2 separate regions of the Ovis aries genome follow, and region 2 is linked to region 1. Evidence: chromatin contacts called from public Hi-C data. All regions are on one chromosome and are shown on one strand. The core of a region is the stretch at or near the end of the contact, and the rest is flanking DNA. Distances in the headings are between cores, read along the strand shown. Region 1 holds the start of ATF7IP (activating transcription factor 7 interacting protein). Region 2 has its middle 79 kb from the start of ATF7IP.

Region 1 (6,132 bases), core at 2,538-5,037:
TGCAAACCTATTTTTTAAGATAATTAAAACACCTGGAAAAAATAAACAGATCAATCATTTAGTTCCTCTTATAACAAGTAGTATTTTTTATGCAGAGAAGTCTTGGAAAAATAATAAATAAAAAGCAGTGCATATCACTACATTAAAATACAACAATTCTAAGTAGGTAACACCATGTCCAAATCTGCAAACCAATAGATTGTAGACAGCCAGGTTCTTCCATCCATGTAACATTCTAGGCAAGAAATACTGGAGTGGGTTGCCACTGCTACTCCAAGGGATCTTCCCAACCCAGGAATTGAACCCATATCCCTTGTGTCTCCTGCATTGGCAAGTGGATTCTTTACCACTGTTCCACCTGGAAGCCCATAGCAATTGTTTTAAAAAATTTAACTGGAAAAAAACAAAAAAACTGCAAAAAATATGAAAAGCAATTTTCATATTCACAAATAACTGTTACAAATAAGAAAAATATTAACATTTACCCCAAAAAAAGATACACAAAATATCCTCAAACAGCAAAGTCAAGAAAAATGAGAAAGTTGCATATATATTAAATGTTTATAAGTTCAATTTCACTAGTTACCAGGAAAAAAAGTAAATAAGCTGCTGTTTCTCAACCACCAAAATCATGGTGGCGTGGGAAATGCTTTTCAAAAAAACTAAGTTTTTATCTATTTTGTAAATTATTTTAAAAGCCCTTTGAAACAGCAATTTCAAAGAAATAAGATACAGACTCTGATTCATGTACAACATATTCACTGTAACTTTATTTATAATAGAGAAACGCAAAATGAACAAAATATTCAATAAGGAAAGTCTTAGTACATTCTTATTAAAAACACTGGTATTTTGTGGCTGTTTAAAAATGTGTTTCAAGAACATTTGATAATTTAGGATATTTTCACAAAATGAATATCATGCAATCATTTTTGAAAAACATACTTCTAAAGAACAATGAAATGGATAAATATCCACAATATAACAATAGGTTGTGTGTGCATGCTCAGTTGTGTCCAACTCTTTGCAATCCCATGGACTGTAGCCTGCCAGGCTTCTCTTTCTATGGAATTTCCCTGGCAAGAATACTGGAATGTGTTTCCTCCTCCATGGGATCTTCCCGACTCAGGGATCAAACCCATGTCTCCTATACATCTCCTGCATTGCAAGCGGATTCTTTTCCACTGAGCCACCAGGAAAGTAAATAGCCACAATACGGCAGTATGTGTGTACGCATGTGCTTAGGTTAAGGGGCAGGAATGAAATTATGATCCAAAAGATAAACTAATTGATCAATCAATAAATAGGAAAGTCACAAAAACATTTAGTGTGTTTATTTCTAATTAACTTTTGACACCTTCTAAACGTGCTAAAACAAGTAAAAAGTTTTAAATATCAATATTAAAATCACAATTTAAAGAAAAAAACTTTAATGGCTTTGGCTTAAGTATTCAAATCTTTTTTTCCTGAATTTTTTGTTTAAAATGTACAAATCTAAAAGGATTTTAATTGACTCCCAGTAACAGAATTAATTCAGTATTTATTCAATCTTAATAGTAACTTAAATTCCAAATCATGCCTGTTATTCAGAGTACTAATGAACAAAAAATATTAGACGTTCAAACAGTACATTATTCTTAGTTTAAGTTTATAGAACTATACTTGCCTTTCTAACCAATGTGCCCATCACTACAAAACAGCAAAACTGTCTTACCAATACATATTTACCTAGTTCGTTATGTTCTTCAGTGTTGTCAAGTGCCTCTTGTAAGCTTCAACATTAACCTGAGGCAATCATTTGTATATGCAAATGAAAACATAAGTTTAAATATATAAAACAAAATATTTCACTTTTCTGAGAAGTGCAGAATGAAACATGTTCTAGACAGAAGTTCTTTTCTTAACCTAACTATGTACGCATACACAGACACAGAAAAAAACATGTTTCAACTCTTAAATATTTGAAATTATATCTGGAGATGGAAGGGGTGTGCTGGGTAATCAACCTGGAAGCATAAAAGGGGGGAAAAAAAAATCACACAACTGCCCTCTAAATATATTTCTGTGTAAAAGACTTGGAGGTTCAAAAATTATATCACAACAACAAGTACTCTGTTCAGAAAAAAAGAATTATTTCTATCACTGCATTCTATGCCCTGTGTGATGTCATTTTTTAAAAAACCCATCAACCAAAAGTATTCCTTTCAACTACATCTATTTAAATCTTATTAACAGTACCTGTAGGCAATAAAGTCCCTAAACCAACGAAGATTATAAAGCGACAGCCACTTCTTCATTTGACAAGTGACTAATTTAAGAGTTACATAACCAAGAAAACAGTTGTTGCATATACAAGACAAAGATGACATTTATGACAACCATTTACAAGTTTTCAGGCCAGTAAGAAATAATTTGCACAATGGTAGAATTCTATTAAATCGTATAAAACTTCTCCCAAAGGCTTACCTAAGATTTAAATATAGTGACACTACCATTTTAAACTAAAATAATCAGGATACTTTAAGAAACTAAAACCAGGAACAGACAACTTTAAAAACCAAACACAAACTGTATCTTACACACATTTATATATAGCAGGCTGTTTTTTTAATCAACTGATTTATTGATGATTCACAATCTCCTCATAAAGGCCTCAGGGTAGTTGGGAGTTCTTTGTAGAATTCTTTATCAGGAAAATTTACCGAGTTTGAGTTATATTTTACATATCATTACAATTTTAAAAGTCAAAGTAACAAATATAATCTAACTGAAGCAGTACTAGACATGCAATCAAAAATAGAAAAAATGCAAGCAAGGTCAGAGGCACACCACTGATTAAAACTCCACCGACTGAAGATCCAATTATTTAAAAAAATATAAACACTTAAGGAGATTAAGATTTCTTTTTAAAACATTATATAGATTCTTTCAATGTCCCCTCCCTCTCATATTTCCAAACCTCAAACTGTTCCTATTTTGAAAACATTCCATAATAGAACTGGTAAGGATAGGGTTAAAAATGTATTTGCAAATATGCAGTTCAAATAATTGCACTTCCCGTGAGAACACCACTAGGTGCTGATCTTTAGCTCCCTAAATATAAACGTGAATCCAGCAATACACTTAAAGTGAAATTAAAATCGAGAACCACAAATGGACAATCATTTTTACACAAAATTAAGTCCACAGCTTCTCAGAAAATAGGAGAAATACACACACACAAAAAAACTCTCAGGTCGCTACAGGAATACAGCATAAGAGAAACGTTTTCTTTGAAAAATATAGAAATTCCCGTGTAACAAAACGAAACCCCTCAAGAATGAAAAAAAATTAAATCTAGAACCCGAATGGCGTCCAAGAACATTAGATCTTGAAAATGAATATTGCGCTTGCGCAGCCACCGCCCCGCCAGCTGCACAACTGCAGCTAGAGCCCGACCCCGCAAGATCACGTGCTCCCATGCAGCGCCCGCCCGCAGCTCCGCAACCGCGCAGGCGCAAACACAACTCCCGCAGCCGCCATAATGCGGTCTTGACTCTTAAGAAATACAATAGTAATTTAACAAAATGTGGTTATAACAGCCCCTGGGACTCACATATACCTTTCGGGGCGGGAGATGAGGCAGGAGGAACCAAGTTCCGTCCTACAGAGTCGTCCCGCGCAGCCGTCCCCACCGCTGCCGCCTCAGTCTCGCGCTCCCCACTCGCCGCGCCGCCGCTGCCTCCGCCGCCGCCTCCGCAGATTCAAAAACAAACCCGCTTCTCCCTTGCACGCGCCGGGGCCGTTATGCAAATTATTGTAGGCGGGGCTCCGTGGTCGTAATATTGGCCACGCCCGCCGTGCTTTCAGCCAATAGGCTCCCGGATTAGCTGTTCCCCATGCAAATCTCCAGGGTTTTTATTTGAATGAGAAATATTGGCCCCGCCTCCTGCCGTGGAAAAGAGAAGCTAGTCTGAGGTGGTGGCGCTGCGCCCTTTAGTTGCAGTGAGGTGTGTTTTTTGAGTGGCGCATCGCTCAACCGGTGAGTAGCACTTTGTGAGCGCCCTCTATGAGCCTCAGTAAAGAAGGAAGGAAATAGGTGGGTGAAAGTTAAAAGAGCTAGGGCAAGGTTTTCGAAAAAGACTATAGCATGTTACTTTATCGTGTATATTAAAAACTCGGAAAATATACTTTAAACTGTGTAAGTCACGAGAGAATGGCGCAAACATCTTTTTTTTCAGTTGTTCTCTGCCAGAACAAGCGCTTCCAGTTGTACCTTTCAACCTGTTGTATCCCTGTTACTTAGTTTTTTACTGTGAGCCAAACCCTCATGAAGGCCACAGAGTGCAATTAAAAAAAAAAAAAAAAGCTGCTCGTGTTTTTTGAAGAATCTGGGCTTACGTCCAGTTACTCCTGCTTACTTGCTTGTTACTTGGAATAAGTGTTAGTCAGTTTTCTCATCTCCAAAATGATAATAACTGTAATTCAAATCAGTTGAGGAGGCTAAATGATTGGATAAATGTAAATGTGTTCTGCAAAGCAAAAGCAGACTGACAAATGGATAGTGAGGTTTTTTTTTTTTAATATCATTAGTAAACCGTGATGCTTAATCTATTCATTCAGTATTTATTTAGCAATGAGTGTGTTCCAGACCTATATTACTTTGCCTGTCTTTAAGAAATCTCTACTACAGTGGAGAAGACAAAAAAGTTAACAGGAAGTTTTTGTAAATAATTAGAAATTAATGTGGGGTGGTTAATATTTATTTCTATAATTTGATTCTGTCCTTAGCACAGAATATAGTACACTAGTGCTCAATATATTACAAATAGAGGCTCAATTATAACAAATTATGTATTATAATTTAACACATAGTGCTCAATTATAAAATAGATGCTCAGCAAATTACAAATCTATCAATATTTAAAATTCTATAATAAGAAATGAGGTTGGTATAGTAGAGTTCATTAGCTTTCTCTTTGTCTTCTATAAGCAACCAAAAAGGAATAATTTTCATAATAGTTCATTCTTAATTGTCTTGGCTAATGACAAATACTTGAACATGAACTCACCAATTGGGCAATTTTCTTTCTTGCTCATATTCTAGACTTGCCACCCCAAAACTCCACTTAGTTTTATTGTATTTTAATCTTCCCCCATATATCCTCAATGACATGTTTATGGGCGCTTTAGCTATTCTACCTGCTGATTAATCTAACCAATCATTCATTGTTTCAATCAACAAGTACATCGTTTATTCTTTATTCACACACTTTCCGAAGCACTAGAGATGCCCAGAGGAAATGACACTGCCTCTAATCAGGAAGGAGTCATATATACAGATTCCCATTATGAGATCATTACAATCATGAGGTTATATACTAAAAATAAAAGAAATATAAAACAAGAGAACATAAATCTTCTTGTGGAATGTAGGAAAACTTCACAGAACAGGTGATACTTGATCTGACTCATAATGTAGAACTTAAAGTGGCTGTCAGAATAGGTACAAAAGAAAGAAGATTCAAGTTAGGTAAAACAGAAATGCAAAGGCACTGTAAAGAGGAAAAGGTGTGGCTTAAATTTATAATAGGATGATACTTAGAATATTTATCAATCCTTGTGGTACCAGGCACTGACCAATTAGAATAGAAGAAGGTTTGAAGACCCCTAATTTACCAGATGTTGACGACAGAGGATGAGATGTCTGGATAGCATTACCAACTCGATGGACATGAGTTTGAGTGGACTCCGGGAGATGGTGATGGACAGGAAGGCCTGGCATGCTGCGATTCATGGGGTCGCAAAGAGTCGGACACCACTGAGTGACTGAACTGAACTGACCTGAACTGAATCTTCTAGTTGTAGGTTTCTGGAGAGGTCCAGGGATTCTTCAGCTGAGCATTGAGACAGATTGGCTGGTAGGAGGGATATTTGGTGTAGGGCAGCTACTTACCAGTAAGTACTGAAGGATTTATATATTTTACCCTCCGTGATGGGCTTATTTATACATACAGACTGAATACTCTTCTAGAAAAAAAGTGGAGTAAAGCAACGTCACAGAGAAAATTCCAAAAAACAAAAAGACAAAAACCTAAAATAGTAAACATTTTAAAATGAAGAAATTGAGCAGCAATTGAACGAGGAAAATAA
Region 2 (6,759 bases), core at 3,561-6,060, 80 kb after region 1:
AACACTGCAACCCTATGGGCCATAGTCCACAGGCTCCTCTGTCCAGAGGACTTCCCAGGCAAGCATACTGGATATCAGGTCTAATAATGTGTAATTGTGCTAATAAACATCACATTATAAATAACATATTGAAATGTTAAAAGTGCCGCGGTGTTGAGAACTGCTGCTCAATAGCTAAATTTGCAGGATTCTTCATACTTACGATGTGGGTTTTCTTCTTACGAGATGCATGGAACCCTCCTGGGTGAGGGAATAGATCAATTCTACTATGTCAGTCCTCTAGTTCCAGTCCTGCAAAGCTCCTGACCTACTGGACTTCAGGTTCCTTGCTTTGCCTTTGTTCTAAAAGTGAAAGTGAAAGTGAAAGTCGAGTCGGACTCTATGAGACCCCATGAACTAGTCCACGGAATTCTCTAGGCCAGAATACTGGAGTGGGTAGCCTTTCCCTTCTCCAGGGGATCTTCCCAATCCAGGGATCAAACCCAAGTCTCCCGCATTGCAGGTGGATTCTTTACCAGCTGAGCCACAAGGGAAGCCCAAGAATACTCGAGTGGGTAGCCTATCCCTTCTCCAAAGAATCTTCCAGGCCCAGGAATTGAACCGGGATCTCCTGCATTGTAGGCAGATCCTTTACCAACTGAGCTATCAAGGAAGCCCTTTATTACCCTTTTTATTTTTTTTATTTTTTAATGTCTGCCTGATAAGTGACAGACTGATAAATCTGGAACTAAAATTCAGTTCTGACTCTGAGCTCTAGTATCACTTTCGCTAACTCCATCTTATTTTCCAGCTCCTGACAGGAAGCCCTCTAGTTATCTGATTGCTCCACCTAGCCTTACTGTTTTTCATGTCCCTTTCTTCTCCCACATATATCTTCTTGTTCCAATTTTTACAAAGCATGTATCATACCACTCTGTAATAGCTGACTTCCTGAGTATCGGCCTTCCCAGCCTGTAAGCTCTCTGAAAGTAAGTTTCATGTTTTATGTGATTTTAAAAATCCACAGTTCTAATGTAGTGAAAAATAACATAGCGCTTGATTCTTAAGAAGTGTTCAATGAATGTTGAATGGATATTTAATACTACAAGGATCAATCTTGGGGAGAGGGATTTTACGTCCCTGTGTTCTAGGAAATACTCTGAGTTGCAAAAAATTCACTGTAAAGATCCATTGTTTACACTCCTAAAGCAGAGTAAATTAGCAGTATCTACTGAAATACATTACCAGGAGAAAGGTCAACAAATTGAGGCCTTAATTTAGAATCAAAGGTCACTCAACTAACTCCTTACAAGGGTGACACTGGCAGGAGTTCTCAGCTTTGTTCCATATTGGGGGAGGGGGGGTGACATCTATCTTTAGGTCATCCTCTGGCAACAAAAAATCTGGGGATGCAGTGGAGAAGTGTAGTTTAAGGAAGTCGCTCAGGCAATTCCTGTAAAGTCACCCAGAGAAGGTGACCTGTTTTCCTTCCTGCCCAGTCACTGCACAATGGGGAGACATAGAGGCAGGCCAATCTGATTTTGGTCTTAGAGACTTTACAAGGGATTGGGCTCCTGGGGGGGGGGGCACCCAAAATCAGGTAGCGCGGGGTTTTTTTTTACTGCCACGAAGTAGCTGAGCTCTTACTGTTTCTGGCTCACATTGCCAGAAATTTACATTTAAAAATTGCATTCTTTATAAGTTTGGGCTTTTATGGTAGATCGTTTGTTATTGAGCTTGTATTAAGTTTTGTTCTCGGTTTTGCGGGTGGGGACTGACTTCCGTGGCCCTGATGTCAGCTTTAGGGAGCCACGCCCTGGCTCAGCAAAGCTACAGTCTTCAAGGCTCAGGGTGTAGTCTGGTTGTTGATCATTTGAAAGCCTGGAGTAGTCGTCACCGGTCGACACACTGTCTTCTTTCAGCTCTCTGAGCAGGAGTTTCCCAACTGGCTGGAGTTGGAGGCTTGCAGGGGTGGGGCTGGAATGTCTTCCTCATTCCTTCTTCCCTTCCTCTCCACTCCCTCCCCCTCCACTCCCTTCCCCTCCCCTCCCCTCCCTTCTCTCTCCCACTCACTTACCCCTCTTCCCCCTCCCCCACCTCCTCCTCTTCTCTCCTCCTCCTCCCCCCCTTCACCGCCTCCTCCAGGCTGCGGTTGCTGGTGCTGGGGAGGGGGAGGGCCGAGTGGCTGGAAGTAGAGAGTGGGAAGGACCGGAGTCCTAGGAGGCCCGGTAGCTCCCGGGCCCCTGAGCACGTGGACAGGAACTCTGTTCACAATATCTGTAGAATGATCATAAATTATGCAAAAAGGCAGGGTCCTCTTCACGAGGTCTTCTGAAAGTCCGCACCAGTGTTTTAATGATAGTTTTACGGAGAGCCAGTTCATTCATGATTACTACTCTCCCATCTGTAAAATGGGGATGAAACAAAAGTTAAATATTATCCCCAAATAGGAAGCTTGTGTAACAAAGCTGTGTTCGTTTCCTCTGAACAGTGAAGAGGAACTAAGTAACTTCGCGTTGTTGATTTTATTCCAAACAAATACAGACCCTATACAACAAATGTCTTCCTTTGTTCTGGGTCTTGTAAAGAGTCGTTTCTCTACAAAGAAAGGATCCCCTTGGTGCATTCCTTGGCCCAACGGGCCGCAGGGATTATGGAGAGAAAGCTCTCTGGAGCCGTTTTCCTGGTTGGAGACATTGTTCTGGAAAGCAGGCTGGGTTGCCATGGCTACGGCTCCCCAGCGGCCTCGGCCTGCCCCTCTCCACCCGGCCTGCCCATGCTGCCTGCTTGTACCAGGGTTGTCCTGACTTCAAACATTCCTCCCACACAGCACGGAAATGGCAGGGAAATTCCAAACTATAATTCCCAGATGGCCTCTGAGACCCAGAGGCAGAAAAAAAATAATTCCTTGTACGGTAGTCCTGAATTGTCCTTGAAAAAAACAGCCTTTAGATTGAAAGCTTGTTGAAGGCAGGAACCACGTCCTCATCGCTGAAGCAATCCTCCCCTCTCACCTTTACCATCTTACCTCCTAGCCCAAAGTAGGCAGACACACAATGGGATCTGAAAAAAAGTCTATGACTATTTGCCAGCGAGGTGGCAGTTTAACAGGGGGTTAAAAACAAGGACTCGACCAGAATCTTGGTCTGCCACTTAATTTGATGAATTTGATGAAACAATCTTTCCAAGCTCCATTTTCCTCATCTCTAGAATGGGAACAATAATGTCTAACTCAGAGGTATATGTGAATACTGAATAACATACTTTAATATATGAAGTAGTTGTTATTGTGTCTAGCTTTATAGCAAGCTCTCGGTATTATGATTCTGTTTACTTCTATTACCTTCATCTCCTCTGTAGCCTTCTGCTTGTTCCTGTGGGGAGAAACACTGCCCCTACTAAAAAACAAATAGAAAAAACCCGAACAAAAACCTTCTGGCAGAATCTGTATCAGCCCCAATCTAATAGTTAATGAAATGAATATAGAAGGGCTGCGTAAGTTATCTATTTGTGTAATAGCGTCAACTAGGGCATGCTAGTAACAAGCTTCATTTATGGAAGATTGGAGAACATAAATAATGCAAAGTGAATGTGTTTCAATGGTCCACCCATGCATGCATTTATGGTATAAAGATAAAAATAGCACGGTGACGTCTTTTAGTTTGACCTTCTCCCTCTCCCCTCCCCCAATTTCTCAGGGTATTTGGAAACTCTACAGACCCGGTTTTAATTGAATGTCTTTGTGTGTGTGTGTGTGTGTGTGTGTGTGTGTGTGTGTGTGTGTGTGTGTGTGTGTGAGAGAGAGAGAGATCTGTACACTCACAGGGGTCCCCACAGTCCTCTCCACACCAGGGCTGCCTTCCAACTCAAACAAGCCTTGGGGTCTGGAGCCACTTATCTAGTGCCTCTGGAAGAGTCTAAACATCTTTGGGATACTCAGGGGACAGGGAATTTAGCACCCCACCCCCAAGTTTGCTCTTCCCCTCCCCCACACCTCACACCTCGCTAAATCCGGACTTTGGCTAGAATTCCTAGGTAGCCTTTGGCGTTTAGGGGGGATCAAGAGATGTAAGTGGTCCAGGAAGGCTCTGAGCCCAACCTGGCCGCAGGATGTGCACACCATGGACAGCTGTGGGCCACAGCTCAGACTGTTGGACTCTGAGAGGAGCCACTTCAGGGTGGGACTGATCAGATGTCCGAGGTTCTGGCACCTGGGGGAGGGGAAGCGAGGATAGGATTATCATTCCACTGTTACCTAATACTGCTGTGTCCCTTGGTTGAGAGCGTATGTACGGCTTGTATGTATTTTAGGGCACGAATTGAGAAGAGCATGTGGACAGTCCTGATTCGTGTATTGTCATTAATGCATAGAGCCGAAGGAGCCTGGTAATTACATGTGCAAGTATCCAGAGTGTAGCGCGCTCCCAAGACACCTTTGTGCGGTGTATGTTGAGGTTGTGCAATAATGCAGCAGAGGTGCAGAGAGGCGGTGTGAACTGCAGGGTGTGAAGTGTTGTTCCCTTTCCTTCAGACTCTCACACATTCTACACCCCCAACCCCCCGGGATACACATTAAACCACCCTACACACAATCCTCCCCTCCCCCCACACCGCAGCCAGCTTTCTCTGAAAACTGATACCCTGAGGCCCTTTTCCCTCACCAGCCACAATTAGGGGAAGTATGAGGGAAAATGCGGACTGGATTCAGGCACAAAGGCAGTGCTCTGTCGTTTTTCCTTATTTAGTAGGCCGCTGTTCCGGCTCCAGGCCTTATATTTTATCTGACTTTGCTACTCCAGGAAACAGCTTTAGGCTCCTGCGAGTCCAAGCCAATTCCACTTCTCACTGCGAAGTCCATTTTGTATTTTCTGTTTCACCCTCGTCAAGTCTCAGCCGAGGCTGTTGTTCTCAATCCAGCTCAGAAACTGGCTCAAACCGCCCTGAACTGGATTTGGTGGCTGTTGAGACACAGTTTCTGCCTCTTTGTTAGGGCGGATCCGGCCTCATTTGCTCTTCAGTTTCCCTCCCTCCTGTTTTCCCAGAGTCACCACCAGCAATTCCCCTCCCCCTGCCTCTCCAGTTTGGCATTTTTTTACCCTTCCCTGGGCCAAGGCCCCATGCAATAGATTAAATTCTTTAATAAAATAGTGGATTTAGGTTGTAAACCTTAAGCTTTTGCGACATTAACTGTTTTCTTTTTTTTTCCAAATTTGTTATCTAACCAATTGACATGGTGCCCTTAAAATCTTGGCTCTCGTTCTAACCTAGAAATATCTTAAAATTTCACTCTAGATGGAAAGAACTTTAAATTTCACATAAAAGACTGAAAGGTGTTGGTGTATTACATTGTTAATTTGTTTTGTAACTGTGTAAATAAACATAATTTATTCATTTCTTTGTTGAGAAAGGACAAAACATAATATGTACAGAATTTTTAAACAGTTACTTGTACTGGCTGTTGTAACCTCACGATTCCCAGAGAAAAAACTGAAGATTTGAGATGGTTTTGGTTTTTGAACATGTAATTTTAACCCTGGATCAGATTTTGTGAATTGTTTAGTGGAGAAGGCTGTTCGGAGAATGCGCGGGAACCATTTCTAACGTAATGCAGGTGGAGGCAAAACTCAGAATGTGACGGAATGAGGAGAGGACAGGGCTGGGCTTTTGTAAGTTTTCTTTGTATGAAATGTAAGCATTTCTTATGTTTTGGAACGAGAGAAGGGGCTGATTATGCAATACTGTGGAGGTAATAGATGTACACTCTAAAATGGCTAATTTTCTGTTATGTGGATTTTACCTCAGTCTTAAAATTTAAGCGTTTTCTGGACAAGAATTTTTCATTTTCTTCTTGTGGTTTTAAAATATCAGAAGAGAGATAATAAGCAACCATATTCGGGGTGTGGCTCCATTAGGTGCTTGACGACTCTCTGGTCTCCCTCTGCTGGCCAAAGTGAGCAGTGTGTCACGATGTCGCAAGGCCTTTTGAGCCTGTCTCAATTATATGTCGAAGCACAAACACTGGGCTGCTTTACTCAGAATCTTCCTCAATGCCTTGTTTCGTGTGCATTTTGTCTTACGTGGTTTGTACAGGGCTCTTTTACTGAACAAGGATCACAGATGTTTTGCTTCTGCGGTGTTACAAAGGATTAATTATAACTGAGCAACTTAAAATTCAGCCCTACATCTCAAAACAGAATCAAAAACGTCATTTTTCCTAGGCTAAAAACCCGAGTTAAATTGCTCATTTAAGTGTTTAGTTTCAGTAGAGCATAAAGCCCTGGAAAAAAGCCAATGATAACAGTAGATCTGGAAAAGCTACTTTTAAAATGCACTAAAAGACGGCTGGCTTTGTCTAGTGATTCACTACCCCGAGAAAGAAAAACTTACATAAAAAAGGTGAATCGAGACATTGAACTTATGAGATTTACAAATTTTAGCTGGTTGTTGTGGAAAGAAAAACAGTATATTGCTGTATAGGAGATCAGATCAGCCTTTTCTTTGGTAGATATCTCTTACTTTAGGATCTTCACACCTTCTGTTTCACATGCTTAAAATGCTTCTCCCTCCTCCAGTTCCTCCTGTTCATGGTTAAGCCTCACCTATCAAGCCTTTTCTTATATGCCACCTCTTCAGAGAAGCCTGCCTGCCTGGTTAAAACTAGATATCTTATACTTCGTTAAAAGTAGATTCCTTATATAAAAATATATTCCTTGTTATCTTCTCATATGACATCCTCTCTTTTTTTGTTATAGGATCACTCTAACTTACGATTGTGTATAT

What was found. A called contact is a pair of places that touch in the nucleus more often than the background predicts.
Region 2: a Hi-C map of tail adipose tissue shows a contact between it and region 1, with 4 times the contacts expected there. The contact joins the enhancer-like site here to the promoter of ATF7IP in region 1. A contact is called at or near these places in 9 of 16 Hi-C or Micro-C datasets (blood, hypothalamus, liver and 3 more).

The regions. Positions count from the first base shown.
Region 1 is chr3:201,118,619-201,124,750 of ARS-UI_Ramb_v3.0, forward strand. It overlaps ATF7IP (activating transcription factor 7 interacting protein), which reads right to left and starts at 3,788. Exons shown (of 15, transcript XM_060413383.1): 1 at 3,602-3,788.
Region 2 is chr3:201,197,756-201,204,514 of ARS-UI_Ramb_v3.0, forward strand. No RefSeq gene overlaps it. Among named protein-coding and RNA genes, the nearest start is that of ATF7IP, 79 kb to the left of the region's middle. Within about 2 kb of position 4,811, at least 42 of the 54 cell types and tissues checked have an H3K27ac peak or open chromatin away from gene starts, as enhancers often do. A contact at or near this core is called in hypothalamus, liver and tail adipose tissue, where this site is marked.